2 separate regions of the Triticum aestivum genome follow, and region 1 is linked to region 2. The links are chromatin contacts, called in public Hi-C maps. All regions are on one chromosome and are shown on one strand. Each heading gives the region's core, a stretch centred on a gene start, on an enhancer-like site or on the middle of the called end of the contact. The rest is flanking DNA. Distances are from core to core; before and after follow the strand shown.

Region 1 (6,137 bases), core at 949-3,448, 160 kb after region 2:
GCACATTTCAAAATGAATGATAGAAATCTAGACTATTTTTTTACACTGGTGACAACTCACAAGCGATGCGTGTGTCAATAGGTAGGATGTACTCCGTTCGGTTTATTTTCAATTTAACACCATTTCTATTGGCAGGTATGAATGTCAGCTGCAATATGGATCAATTGGTTGGTCGGTCGGGGCTACTATGGGATATGCGCAGGCTGCTAAGGATAAGCGAGTCATTTCTCTCATTGGGGATGGCAGCTTTCAGGTACAAAAAAAAATTCAGAATCGCCAAACGTTCTACCTTATTTTATAATTAAAGCGTATTATCAAAATATGTAGCTACCAATATTTTTCATTGGACTGGTATATAGGTGACGGCACAAGAAGTGTCGACGATGCTCAGGTGGGGAACAACATCATCTTCCTCATAAACAACGGGGGTTACACCATCGAGGTGAAGATCCATGATGGTCCTTACAACGTCATCAAGAATTGGAACTACACCGGCTTGGTGGAAGCATTTCATAATGGCGAGGGAAACTCTTATACTGCAAAGGTTGGTGACGCAATTTATTGCATGATGTATTTATATGGTTAAAAGATATTTCAAAACACCGCATTGCAATGACATTGCACATTTGTGTCTGTATAGGTTCGAACGGAAGAGGAACTGGAGGAGGCAATTGAGGCATCCCTAGGACCTCACAAGGACAGCCTGTGCTTTATAGAGGTAATTGTGCACAAGGATGACACTAGCAAGGAGCTTCTTGTGTGGGGAGCTAGGCTTTTCGCCGCAAATAGCCGCCCGCCGAATCCTCAGTGAACACACCAGGTCTCTACAAGATGCTCATCCAGCTTAATGAGGTCATGTGAAAGTTCACATGTACTGAACTCTGAATAAATCCTCCATTTGAGTCCACTGCTGCCGCAAGTGCTCATGGTTACTGTACGCTGGTGTTCTCAGTTCAGGAACTGGTACTTGTATTACCTAAATAAATCTGAAATCGATGTTGTGGTCAGGTACAGACGCTCTTGGTTTCGGCATCTTTCTTTGAGTTATTTGAATTGACAGAAGTTTCAGGGTTGTTGTGCTTTCCAAAAGCAAAAGATAGGCATTATATTAGTAATAAGAGTACACACGTGTCGTCGCCCCTTCCCTTCCCTCCCCTCCGTCGCCTCCCATGCGGGCGGCCGAGGGGCCCCAGCCACATCCGCCAATTCTCCCCGCCTTCCCCTTCCTCCCTCCTTCGCCACCCGTGGTCTGCGTCGGCAGAGGTACTGCCCCCCTTCTCGGGTCTTTGGGTGGCGCGGGACACCCCATCTCGGGGGGGTGCGGCACCGATCTGGATCATGGCGGTGCCGATTTGGACCAAGGCGCCTTGATGGACAACGACGGTGTCCCAACGGTGACCTTGGTGTCAGGGCTGGTGCAGCCCTTCCCGATATGGGGCGGAGTGCCCTGGATCAGGGTCGGCAGCCTCCTGGGATGGCCTCCCCGTCCGGTGGCACAGTGGGGCGGGTGGGTTGCCAGGAATCAGATCGGATGGCCGGCGATTCACCGGCGTGTTGGTGCCGCGGCTTGCTACCCCGGCGGCCAAGGACGTCGAGCTGCTTCTTCCTCCAACACATGTTGCGTGCACTCTGTCTTACCGGACATTGCCATGCTGCTAGCCGGTTACCGGGTTGGGACGGAGCGGGAGGTGGGAATTCGGATTGGGATAATTCCTAGGTCGGTTCATGCCAGCCGCGATGGCGACAACACCCTAGGATGCCATTTTTCTTCATGGAAACGTCATGCGGATCCACCCTACCTTTTCCCACCTCATGGTCGTCAGGGATCTAATTTTGAAGATCTCAACACACAAAATCCAAGTAGTTTGGTATTTGACACACGATTCAAAAGATAAAACATTTTGAAGAACGAATCTAAAAAAATGAGAAACTTTCATGCTGCGAAAACTGAACCATATGCAATGCATGGGTCGTTTGTTGTCAAATCAGAGAAGGCGGGGATGTGATTTTTGCAAGGAGAGCTTGACTGGTGATTTCATAAATTAGTCCATTGTTTAGCCGCCGTGAAGGTTTGGGTCTTTAATTTCTAAAAGTTGGACCTTTGCCCTTTTCTCGAATGAAAGGAATAAAATGGAGCCACGCGCCACTTGTTCCCTCCGTCTAGAAGCCGCCCGCCTGCGCTGCCCGGCGATGTGTCGCCTCGCCACTAGCCTCCAACTGTCCGACGCCTACATCACGAGCGCCAATCAGCCGACTTTTCCAAGCACGAACCTTCTCCCCTCCTCCGCCGCGGCCAGGAAGAACCTCCGCGCGAACTGCCGTCCTCCCTGCCCTCGCCATGGACATCGGCTCGATTCCTTCCCCGGCGGACGCCGCGGCGCCGCCCTCCGCGGCCGCTCTGCCGCGGGAGGCCACGCTGGGGCGCCACCTCGCGCGCCGCCTGGCCGAGGTCGGCGCGCGCGAGGTCTTCACCGTGCCGGGGGACTTCAACCTGACGCTCCTCGACGAGCTGGAGGCGGAGCAGCCGTCCGGCGGCGGGGTGCGGCTCGTGGGGTGCTGCAACGAGCTCAACGCCGCCTACGCCGCCGACGGCTACGCCCGCGCGCGCGACGGCGGGGTCGGCGCCTGCGCGGTCACCTTCACCGTCGGCGGGCTCAGCGCCATCAACGCCGTCGCCGGCGCCTTCAGCGAGAACCTCCCCGTCATCTGCATCGTCGGGGGCCCCAACAGCAACGACTACGGCAGCAACCGGATCCTCCACCACACCATCGGCATCCCCGATTTCACGCAGGAACTCCGCTGCTTCCAGAACGTCACCTGTTATCAGGTACGTCTCTGTTGTTCAGTTTTAATGTCGTTCCTCAAGACGAAATGCTCTGATTTTGTTAGGGATTTTGGCACTGCTTAGATTTTAGGTTAAAAAATTATTTTAGTTTCTGTTTGGTCAATGGACTGGATCTGTGGTCTAATTCGCAATTCCCTTTGTGACATGTTCAGTTTGTGATATTTTCTGATTGTTCCTCCATGTCCTGTAGTCTGGGTTTTGGGGTTTAGTTGTTTTTTCAGGGAATGGCTCTGCTGCAGTTCTAGCACTGTCTGTCTAAACAGTTGATTCCAATGTTCAATCCAACAGTATTACTATTATACAATTTGCAATATTGAGACATAATTTCTTTCTGTATTGCCAGGTCACCGCGATGCTAAAATCCGTAAAGCTTGATAGGATCCGTTTATGCTTTTTTGAGCTTAGGGATTGATGATTTTGTTTATACTGTAACTATGAAAAATCTCTTTTTCTGAGATAAATTTGTTCTCTGAATATTGAGTTATTGACTATGGGGTGCATGTAAAATCCTTGGCTGTGGAGATCACCAGATTCATTGCTGGACATGCTGTTTGCTCCAAACTAAAATCAGGCTTTCTAGAACAATGTATCCCTCTGTTCCTAAATGTATGACATTTTGGCAGTTTAATTTAAAGTGCCAAAACACCTTACATTTAGGAACAGAGGGAGTAGATTTTACACTTATTGGCTTATTTGTTCAGAAATAGGATTCTCCAATATAGAAACAGGGAAACTACCCCCATTTTCGGAGGAAAATTCCTTCTGTCTTCTGACTTGGACTATTGTCATGCGTGAGTAGCTACTATGCTTAACAACTTCAAGCATAACTTTTAGTCCATTACAGTGCTTGGTGCATCAGTTGTATCTCTCGCTTGATTATCCATTACTTTTGTACTTCTAAGTTAGTTTGGATGGCGTATATGAATAATATGATAATTCTGTAAGACAATTAAACTGCAAGAATGATTTCACTGTACACGCATAAATTTGTATATTAACAGAATGAGGAAATAAAGCGTTCATATACGGGAAATTAAATGAACATGTGTGACTACATAGAAGGTTAAGAGGAGACTAAACCTTCACCTTCCGCAGATGATATGTATGCTTGGTATTGTGAATTTAATTTAAAAGTGAAAAGGCAAGATATCTATATGAGCATTGCGATTTTTATTTTATTTTTTTCTATGATATGACCTCATTTCATAAATTGCAGGCTGTGGTGAACAACTTGGAGGATGCACATGAACAGATTGACACTGCCATTTCCACTGCACTGAAGGAGAGCAAGCCTGTTTACATCAGCATCAGCTGCAACCTCCCATCGATCCCGCATCCTACCTTTAGCCGCCATCCTGTCCCTTTCTTTCTCTCCCCAAAGTAAGTTGGCATGCTCCCTGTATGGGCATAATGACGATGAGATGGCAGTTGGCTCGGTATCACTGATGTTGATGAACTGTTCATTTGTCAGACTGTCAAACCAGATGACCTTGGAAGCAGCAGTGGAGACCGCTGCGGCTTTTCTGAACAAATCAGTCAAGCCGGTTCTTGTTGGCGGACCAAAGATGAGGGTGGCCAAAGCATGCGAGGCCTTCGTAGAGCTGGCTGATGCATGCGGTTATCCGGTTGCAGCGATGCCTTCTGCAAAGGGGCTTGTGCCAGAGCACCATTCTAGATTTATTGGCACATACTGGGGTGCTGTCAGCTCTCCGTTCTGTGCTGAGATTGTGGAGTCAGCTGATGCCTATTTGTTTGCCGGCCCGATATTTAACGACTACAGCTCGGTTGGGTACTCACTTCTTCTCAAGAAGGAGAAGGCCATCATTGTCCAGCCAGACCGAGTGGTGATTGGGAACGGGCCTGCATTTGGGTGTGTTCTGATGAAGGACTTCCTGCATGCACTTGGAACCCGGCTGAAGAAGAACACAGCTGCCTACGACAACTACAGTCGGATTTTTGTGCCTCAGGGCGAACCCCTTTCCTCTGCGCCTGGAGAGCCTTTGAGAGTGAATGTACTTTTCAAGCATATTCAGAAAATGCTGTCTGGCGACTCAGCTGTTATAGCAGAGACTGGGGACTCATGGTTTAACTGCCAGAAGCTGAAACTGCCAGAAGGCTGTGGGTAAGCTCCCCTGAAATGTTTCAGTCCTCTAACTTCGGTCTGAGTTTTTTTAAACTTCACGTATTGGTTGTTGGTCACATCCGTTCTTTTAGTATTTTTAATTTAGGTAATAGGTATAGTTGGATTATATCAAGATATTTTGTTCTGATTGTTTTGCAAATTGATTATTTATCCGGGAGAATTTGATAAAATGCCTCATAGTAGTTTGAACTTCGATAAAATAACCCGTGACGTGTCACCGATTAGTGAGACCATATTATCAGCTGGTTTCATGCAAGAGTCTCGAAAATGAATGATAGAAGTCTAGACTAATTTCACATTGGTAACAACTGACAAGCCTTGTTTGTGTCAGTAAGTAGGACGTATACTGTTCGGTTTATGTTTAATTAAACACCATTTTCTTTTGGCAGGTATGAATTTCAGATGCAATATGGATCAATTGGTTGGGCTGTGGGTGCAACTCTGGGATATGCGCAGGCTGCTAAGGGTAAGCGAGTCATTTCCTTCATTGGAGATGGCAGCTTTCAGGTATGAAAAAAATCAGAATCACCAATCGTTCTATCCTATACTATTAAATGTAAAGCTCTATCAAAATATGTGGCTAAGAAAGATTTAATTGAGCTGGTATATAGGTGACGGCACAAGAAGTGTCGACGATGCTCCGGTGGGAACAGAACAACATCATCTTTCTCATAAACAACGGGGGTTACACCATTGAGGTGGAGATCCATGACGGCCCTTACAACGTCATCAAGAATTGGAACTACACCGGCGTGGTGGAAGCATTCCATAATGGCGAGGGCAAGTGCTATACGGCCAAGGTTGGTGTTACAGTTGTAATATATATTTATTTATACGGCTAAAACAATTTAGAAAGGTTTTTTGAAACTGTCACCCGGGGGAAAGACTCCCCACCTGAATATATTTCAAAATATTTAAAAAGTACTGCATTGCAATGACATTTCACCTTTGTGTCTGTAGGTCCGAACAGAGGAGGAACTGAAGAAGGCAATTGAGGCATCCCTAGGACCCAACAAGGACAGCCTGTGCTTTATAGAGGTAATTGTGCACAAGGATGACACTAGTAAAGAGCTTCTTGAGTGGGGTTCTAGGGTTTCCGCCGCGAATAGCCGCCCACCAAATCCCCAGTGACACATCAGGTCTCCACAA
Region 2 (6,537 bases), core at 309-2,808:
ACTTTTGTACGATGTAATGGATGTTTGATACTCTAATCTTAGCAAATATGGATGTGTGCATCGTCTGATGCAGAGGCGGGGTAAACCGTCATTTTTTTTTAAATGGCTCTATCCTTCACTAAACCAACATATAATTACAATGAAGGACATGTACTAAAACTGCTAGGAAGTGTAATAACTGGTGCATACATACTGTAAAGAAAAACATGTGCATATATAGAATATACTTGTTGGCAAAATACATGTATTTATTGGCCAGAATTATATGGACAACACATACAATTACTGCCCTTGTGACTAATTCTAAAGAATTAATATATGGTCATATGTTATTCAAAATAACTAGCTTAGTTTCTTTCTTGAAAGATCCAACGGATACTGGCTTTCTATATATCAAGGAGATAACATTTTGCACATTTCTACGATAACGTGGATATGTTAATAGCAAGAAGATGCAAATTATATCCAGGCTCTACACCATCACGATATCAAAAACTAGTCAAGACATTGAGAATGTAGAAAAGCAAATTATTAAAAAAAAATGCATAGCTCACGCATCAACACGCAACAAAACCAACCACAGACCTTGGCAACACAGACATGGAGTCTTGAAACCACCTTACAAAGTTGATCTCATCCAATGCTACAGTCTCCTCAGTGGACCGACTCCTCTCCCTCCTCCCTTCGCTTTCACATTTCTCTCATGCTTTTCCTGAAACTCCAGCCATGCAACCGGATCGCCCTGGGTTAGCCACACAGAAAAATGGCTGTCGCAGTAGACTTTTATCAGAGAATAGACAAGCTCTTCTGCAGGCACCCGTTTGACTCTACAAACAACACGTCCATCAGTTTGGGACCGTCCAACCCGACATGGAGACGTGCATGATGTAGGTGTCCACCGTGTAGCGACGGCCCAGTCCTTGGTGTTGGGCGGATGAGGATGTCCTTACATACAGTATGTAGAAAACTCTAGGCTAGCTACATTATATGTGCGGTGCATACCTAGCCCGGACCACCTCAGATTCAGCAGAGAAGTCCAACACAAGTGCATATGCAGACCGCTAGCCAGAGGACGCCGGGATTGACCATGACGGATCATGCATACCCAGTCGTTTTAGACGACTATCCAGACTTATCACCAACAGAAGTGTACGCATGCTACTCTACTTTCTGGCTTGATATTCAAAGGCTCTTCCCTCGTCTCGGAGGAGAGAATTATAACAACGTGTTGCTACTTGCTAGTGGTTGCCGTCTAAATCAGTCTGATTTAGACGGTTCCACAAAGATGTTCAGACTTCAGCGTCGATGGGGAGACAATTTTTCAGTATCTAGGAAGAAAATTGAACCTGTTGGACCACTTTCTCTTCGATTGCACACGTGGATGGTGATGTGTCTCTTGCTTGCGACTTAGCAAAATTACTAAGTACTATAAATTTTATGGATTTACTTCTTAGTAAATAATCATGGGCAGTTGTTTGCCACTGTCACGCGCACATACAGCAGTACTACTTAGATAGGATAGCCACACCGGTACTAGTTGTTTATCAGCCACAAAATATCGTAATATTTTCCTTGCCAGAGAGCTCAAGGCATGGCTCCGAGGGAGCACATCTTCTTCCTCCTCTATGCCATCCCACTCCTCGTTCTTCCCTGTGCTGCATCCACAACCAGCAACGACAGTTTCAGTTTTCTATACAACGGCTTCTCCGGTGTCAACCTCACCCTCGACGGCAGCGCCAAGGTGACGCCGGAGGGGCTCCTCGAGCTCACCAACGACACCATCAACCTCGGCCACGCCTTGTACCCGACCCCGCTGAGCCTGCGCGGGTCGCCCAACGGCACGGTGCGGTCCTTCTCCCTCAGCTTCGCCTTCGCCATCCTCTCCGTCCACGACGGCATAAGCGCCGACGGCATGGCCTTCTTTGTCGCCCCCACCAAGAACCTCTCCAACACGTGGGCGCAGTACATGGGCCTCCTCAACAGCGGCAACAATGGCAACGCCAGCAACCACATGTTCGCCGTCGAGCTCGACACCACCCAGAACAAGGAGTTCCAGGACATGGACAACAACCACGTTGGCATCGACATCAACAGCCTCAACTCCTTGCAGGCCTACCGCACTGGGTACTACGATGATGAGAGTAGAGCCTTCAACAACTTGACTCTTATCAGCGGCAAGGCGATGCAGGTATGGGCTGACTATGATGGGGTGTCCACGCAGATCAACGTGTTCTTGGCTCCTCTGGGAGTAGCTAAGCCGGTGAGGCCGCTGCTTTCATCTCCCTACAACCTCTCCACAGTTCTGAGAGAACCATCGTACATCGGCTTCGCAGCCACTACCGGCGCAATCAGCACGATCCACTGCGTTCTCGGCTGGAGCTTCGCCGTAAACGGCCCTGCTCCAGCCATCGACACATCTAAGCTCCCAAAGCTACCACGTCTTGGCCCAGAGCCTCGCTCCAAGGTCCTGGAGATCACCCTGCCTATTGCCACGGCCACGTTCGTCCTTGTAGTAGGAACTGTCATCATTTTGTTTCTTCGCAAGAGATTCAGGTACAGGGAGCTGCGGGAAGATTGGGAGGTCGATTTCGGGCCACACCGCTTCTCCTTCAAGGACCTGTTCCATGCCACGGAAGGGTTCAAGGAAAAGAATCTGCTTGGTGTGGGCGGGTTCGGCAAGGTATACAAAGGGACACTCCCAAAGTCCAAACTGAAAGTGGCGGTGAAGAGAGTGTCTCACGAGTCGAGGCAAGGGATGAAGGAGTTCATCGCGGAGGTTGTCAGTATCGGCCGGCTCAGACACCGCAACCTTGTGCCCCTGCTTGGCTATTGCCGAAGGAAAGGTGAACTTCTTTTGGTTTATGACTACATGTCAAATGGAAGCCTCAATCAGTATTTATACTTTAAAGATGGCAAGCCATCACTGAATTGGGAGGAGAGGTTACATATTATCAAGGGTGTCGCGTTCGGATTGTTTTACCTTCACGAGAAGTGGGAGAAAGTTGTCATACACCGAGACGTCAAGCCGAGCAACGTGCTTCTGGACAGTGAAATGAATGCAAGACTAGGTGACTTTGGTCTCTCAAGGTTGTACGATCATGGCACTGATCCACAAACCACACATATGGTTGGAACCATGGGATACCTGGCGCCTGAGTTCGTACGGACGGGCAAGGCATCCCCTCTGACGGACGTGTTTGCATTCGGCATATTTCTCCTTGAGGTTACTTCTGGGCAGAGGCCTATCAAGCAGAACCCATTTGGCAACAAACATACATTGGTCGACTGGGTTATAGAGCGTTGGCACAACGGATCGCTCATGGATACCGTGGATCAGAGACTGCGGGGTGACTACAACATCGATGATGCATCATTGGTGCTGAAGCTAGGGCTTCTGTGCTCGCACCCTTTTACTAGCGCAAGGCCCACAATGCGGCAAGTCATGCAGTATCTCGAAGGTGATACACCACTCCCAGAGCTAACACCAGCACACTTCAGCTTCACTATGCAGGCCTTGACGCAAAACAGAGGATTGGAATCACCAAACTTGCAATACCCTCAGTTATCGACGAGTTTTGCCACTTTTTCCGACCTTTCAGGAGGAAGATAACATATACATATACGGTGTTCAGTGTTATCGTGTCTCTCTTAGATGTTAAAACATCTACTTTCTTGTGCATTTCGTCTGGATAGATACTATATTTTAATGTATTCAAACACTAGCTAGGGAGCATATCAAACATTTACTTCACTTCAGATGTTACTCTGGTTGTCTATGCTCAGTTTAATTACTCACGGGGTTAATGAATCAATCTTCTGTATGTTCTACATGGTTCCAGTCTGAAACTACTTGGTGTATGTAAGCACCTAGCATGTACATGTGAACTCATGAATTTTACAGAAGTTTCTGTCTGTGCTTGTTTGGAATTCCTTTGAGAAACAATGAGAGTTCACTAACTGAATGGATTACATCGTCTCGTGAGTTGTCTGAAACATCATGGCCTTTGGGTCAGTTTGAGTGATATATACAGGTGTCAGTCGTGGAGCTTGAAAGAAATCTTAGGAGGGACGAAGCTGTAACTTTTTAGGACTACCCCAAATCGTCCGGGTTAAATCAATTGTACTTGAAGTGTCGATCTTGCGTACCATAAACTTTGCAATTCCACAAAAGGGTCAGCATAAGGACTGCTTATTCGAACCACAAAAGGGTCCGCTGTGTGGTATCCCTGAAGATTCGAACCACATCTTCTTCTCCTGTGTGTCCGTTTAATTCGTGTGGAGCTGCTTTAGAGAGGTAGTGGGAGGTGATTGGTGCCACACCAACTTTCCCGACCTTTTTGCCGAACTTTAGAACTTCCCCCTGCCCTCTTGCCACATTAGGTGGCTTGAGATTGGGGCACTCGCCTGGACCCTCTGGACGATTCGCAATAAGCTTGTGATTCAGCGCATCCTTCTTCGACGGGCTACTGACGCTCTTTTCAAACTGTCTGGTTTCTTGCAGCTTTGGCGGTCGCTTAGCGGCCTTCGGGACCGGGACGCCATCTCCGCCTTCATCGCCGACCTTCGCTCGATGGCCTTTCGTCTGTCGCCGCCGCCGCCCCCTCCGCCTCCTCCGGAGCCAGATTAGGCGCCGGACCTGTTCTCCGGCTTCGGCCTTTCTTTTCTTTGTTGTTTTTTGGGCTTGTTGAGCTGTGCCCTCAGCGGAACCTTTGTACCTCTTGTTGTGTATCTTGGGTGTGTGTGTTCCGGACTAGTCCGTGTATGTGTGCTTTTGACGGTTTGCTTTATTTATAAAGCGGGGCGAAAGCCTTTTTCGGTAAGGACTGCTTTAAATCTGCTCGCCACAGATCATCACTTTGATTAGGTGGATAATTGCCAAATATGTGGACATAATGCTGGATCCCGTTCCAAGAATTTAATCCCTCGGAACAAGACTTCGATTGTTCGAGTTTGATTTGTTATTTATGACTTTGATGTTCAAACTAGAGTAGCAAGAGAGGAGGCCGAGCATTCAGTAGCTTCACATTCACCTCTATTTCTTTTGTATAAAATGAATCGACAGTATATTAGCATTCCCCTAAACCATGGCTAGATTCGGTCCTTTATAAACAACAAATGTATCTAGTGCAAAACATCTGACCTAGTTAGAATCCCCCACTAATTAAGATGCAGCGGAAAACTAGGAATCGAACTGGATAAAATTACCGAATGGGGAGGGAGAGTAGACTGATCTTGCTGCTCACTGGCTCACCGCGCGTAGAGCCGGCGTCGCCCTGATGCGGAGCGCGGCCGCGACGAGGCGTCGAGGCCTCTGGCCATCTGACGGGCTGGAGAACGCACGCCCGCCGCCCCCCGCGCCCGAACGCATCTGCCCCGGCCCCAGCCAGACCCCGTTCCCCAACGCAAGTCCGCGCGAGAGTCTAGACGAGAAGAACAGAGTTTTTTTCCTAGATGGAGCAGAACAGAGCTGGTCACTGCTGGCTGCACACTATACGGCACCTATACCGAGGCGCCCCAGTTTTTTTTTTGTATTTTTTTCTGTTTGTGGTTTCAAAAATATGAATTTATAAGAAAGATGTTCATGAACGTAGTAAATGTCCCGAATTCTGAAACAAAATCACGAATTAAACAATGTTCGCATATTTAGAAAAAAATACGAATCCAAACATTGTTTTCGAAAATAATCACGATTCAAAAAATACACAGGATTCCAAAAAATACACAGGATTCCAAAAAATGTTCATGGTTTTAAAAAATAATCTTGAATTTCGAAAATATTAGTGAGCTTAAAAAATGATCACAAGTTTTTTTTAAATGATAACAAATTTCAAAAAATTGTTCTCGACTTCAAAAAAATGTTTACGAATTCAAAAAAATATTATGAACTAAAATTATATCCGTGAATTAGAAAAACATTTGCGAATTAAAAAACTGTGACTTAAAAATGTTCACATACATAGAAAAATATGTAGGTGGATCCAAAAGTCATTCATGAATTGCAAAAAATTATTCATGAATTCAAAAAATATTTGCAGATTCAAAAAAATATTCACAAATTTAAAAATAATCTTACCAAAATTATTAAAAAAAGAAAAGGATAAAGGAAGAAAATAAGAAAAAAGACAAAAGACAAAAATAGAAAAAGGAAAATAAAAACAGGACGAAAAACCAAAAGAACAAGAAAAACCCGCTGGGAGAAACCAGTATAGGCCGGTCCGTACAGAGGACGTGGCACATGGGGAGGTATGCGTTGGGTTGCTATCCAGTGACACATACCATATAGGAATCACCCCTATAGCGCCGGTTGCAAACCACTAGTGGTTGCGGCCTGCCAATGCGGGCTGCTTAAGAGGAAGCTGAGTGCTTATTTCACCGGACTTGTAAAGCATAAATCTATTTCGGTTTATTTCATGAAATTGAAATATTTGATATTTAAAGTTTAGCATGCTTCATAATTACATATTAATGTCATTTTTTTCAGAAAGGAGGATAACTCCCGGCCTCTGCATCAGAACAATGCATATAACTATATATTAT

Evidence for each region. Hi-C and Micro-C count contacts between places; a contact is called where the count stands out from the background.
Region 1: a contact with region 2 is called in a Hi-C map of leaf, with 6 times the contacts expected there. The contact joins the promoter of LOC123060339 here to the promoter of LOC123060337 in region 2. A contact is called at or near these places in 3 of 5 Hi-C or Micro-C datasets (all in leaf).

What each region holds. Positions count from the first base shown.
Region 1 is chr3A:66,590,493-66,596,629 of IWGSC CS RefSeq v2.1, forward strand. LOC123060339 (pyruvate decarboxylase 1) reads left to right here and starts at 2,199. Exons shown (of 6, transcript XM_044483019.1): 1 at 2,199-2,827; 2 at 4,062-4,225; 3 at 4,317-4,967; 4 at 5,378-5,495; 5 at 5,600-5,788; 6 at 5,949-6,137. The coding sequence starts at 2,339. The coding sequence ends at 6,119. It also overlaps the pseudogene LOC123057942.
Region 2 is chr3A:66,433,257-66,439,793 of IWGSC CS RefSeq v2.1, forward strand. LOC123060337 (L-type lectin-domain containing receptor kinase SIT2) reads left to right here and starts at 1,559. Exons shown (of 1, transcript XM_044483018.1): 1 at 1,559-3,812. The coding sequence starts at 1,592. The coding sequence ends at 3,610. It overlaps LOC123060338 (a long non-coding RNA gene), which reads right to left and starts at 5,447. Exons shown (of 2, transcript XR_006427904.1): 1 at 5,206-5,447; 2 at 437-712.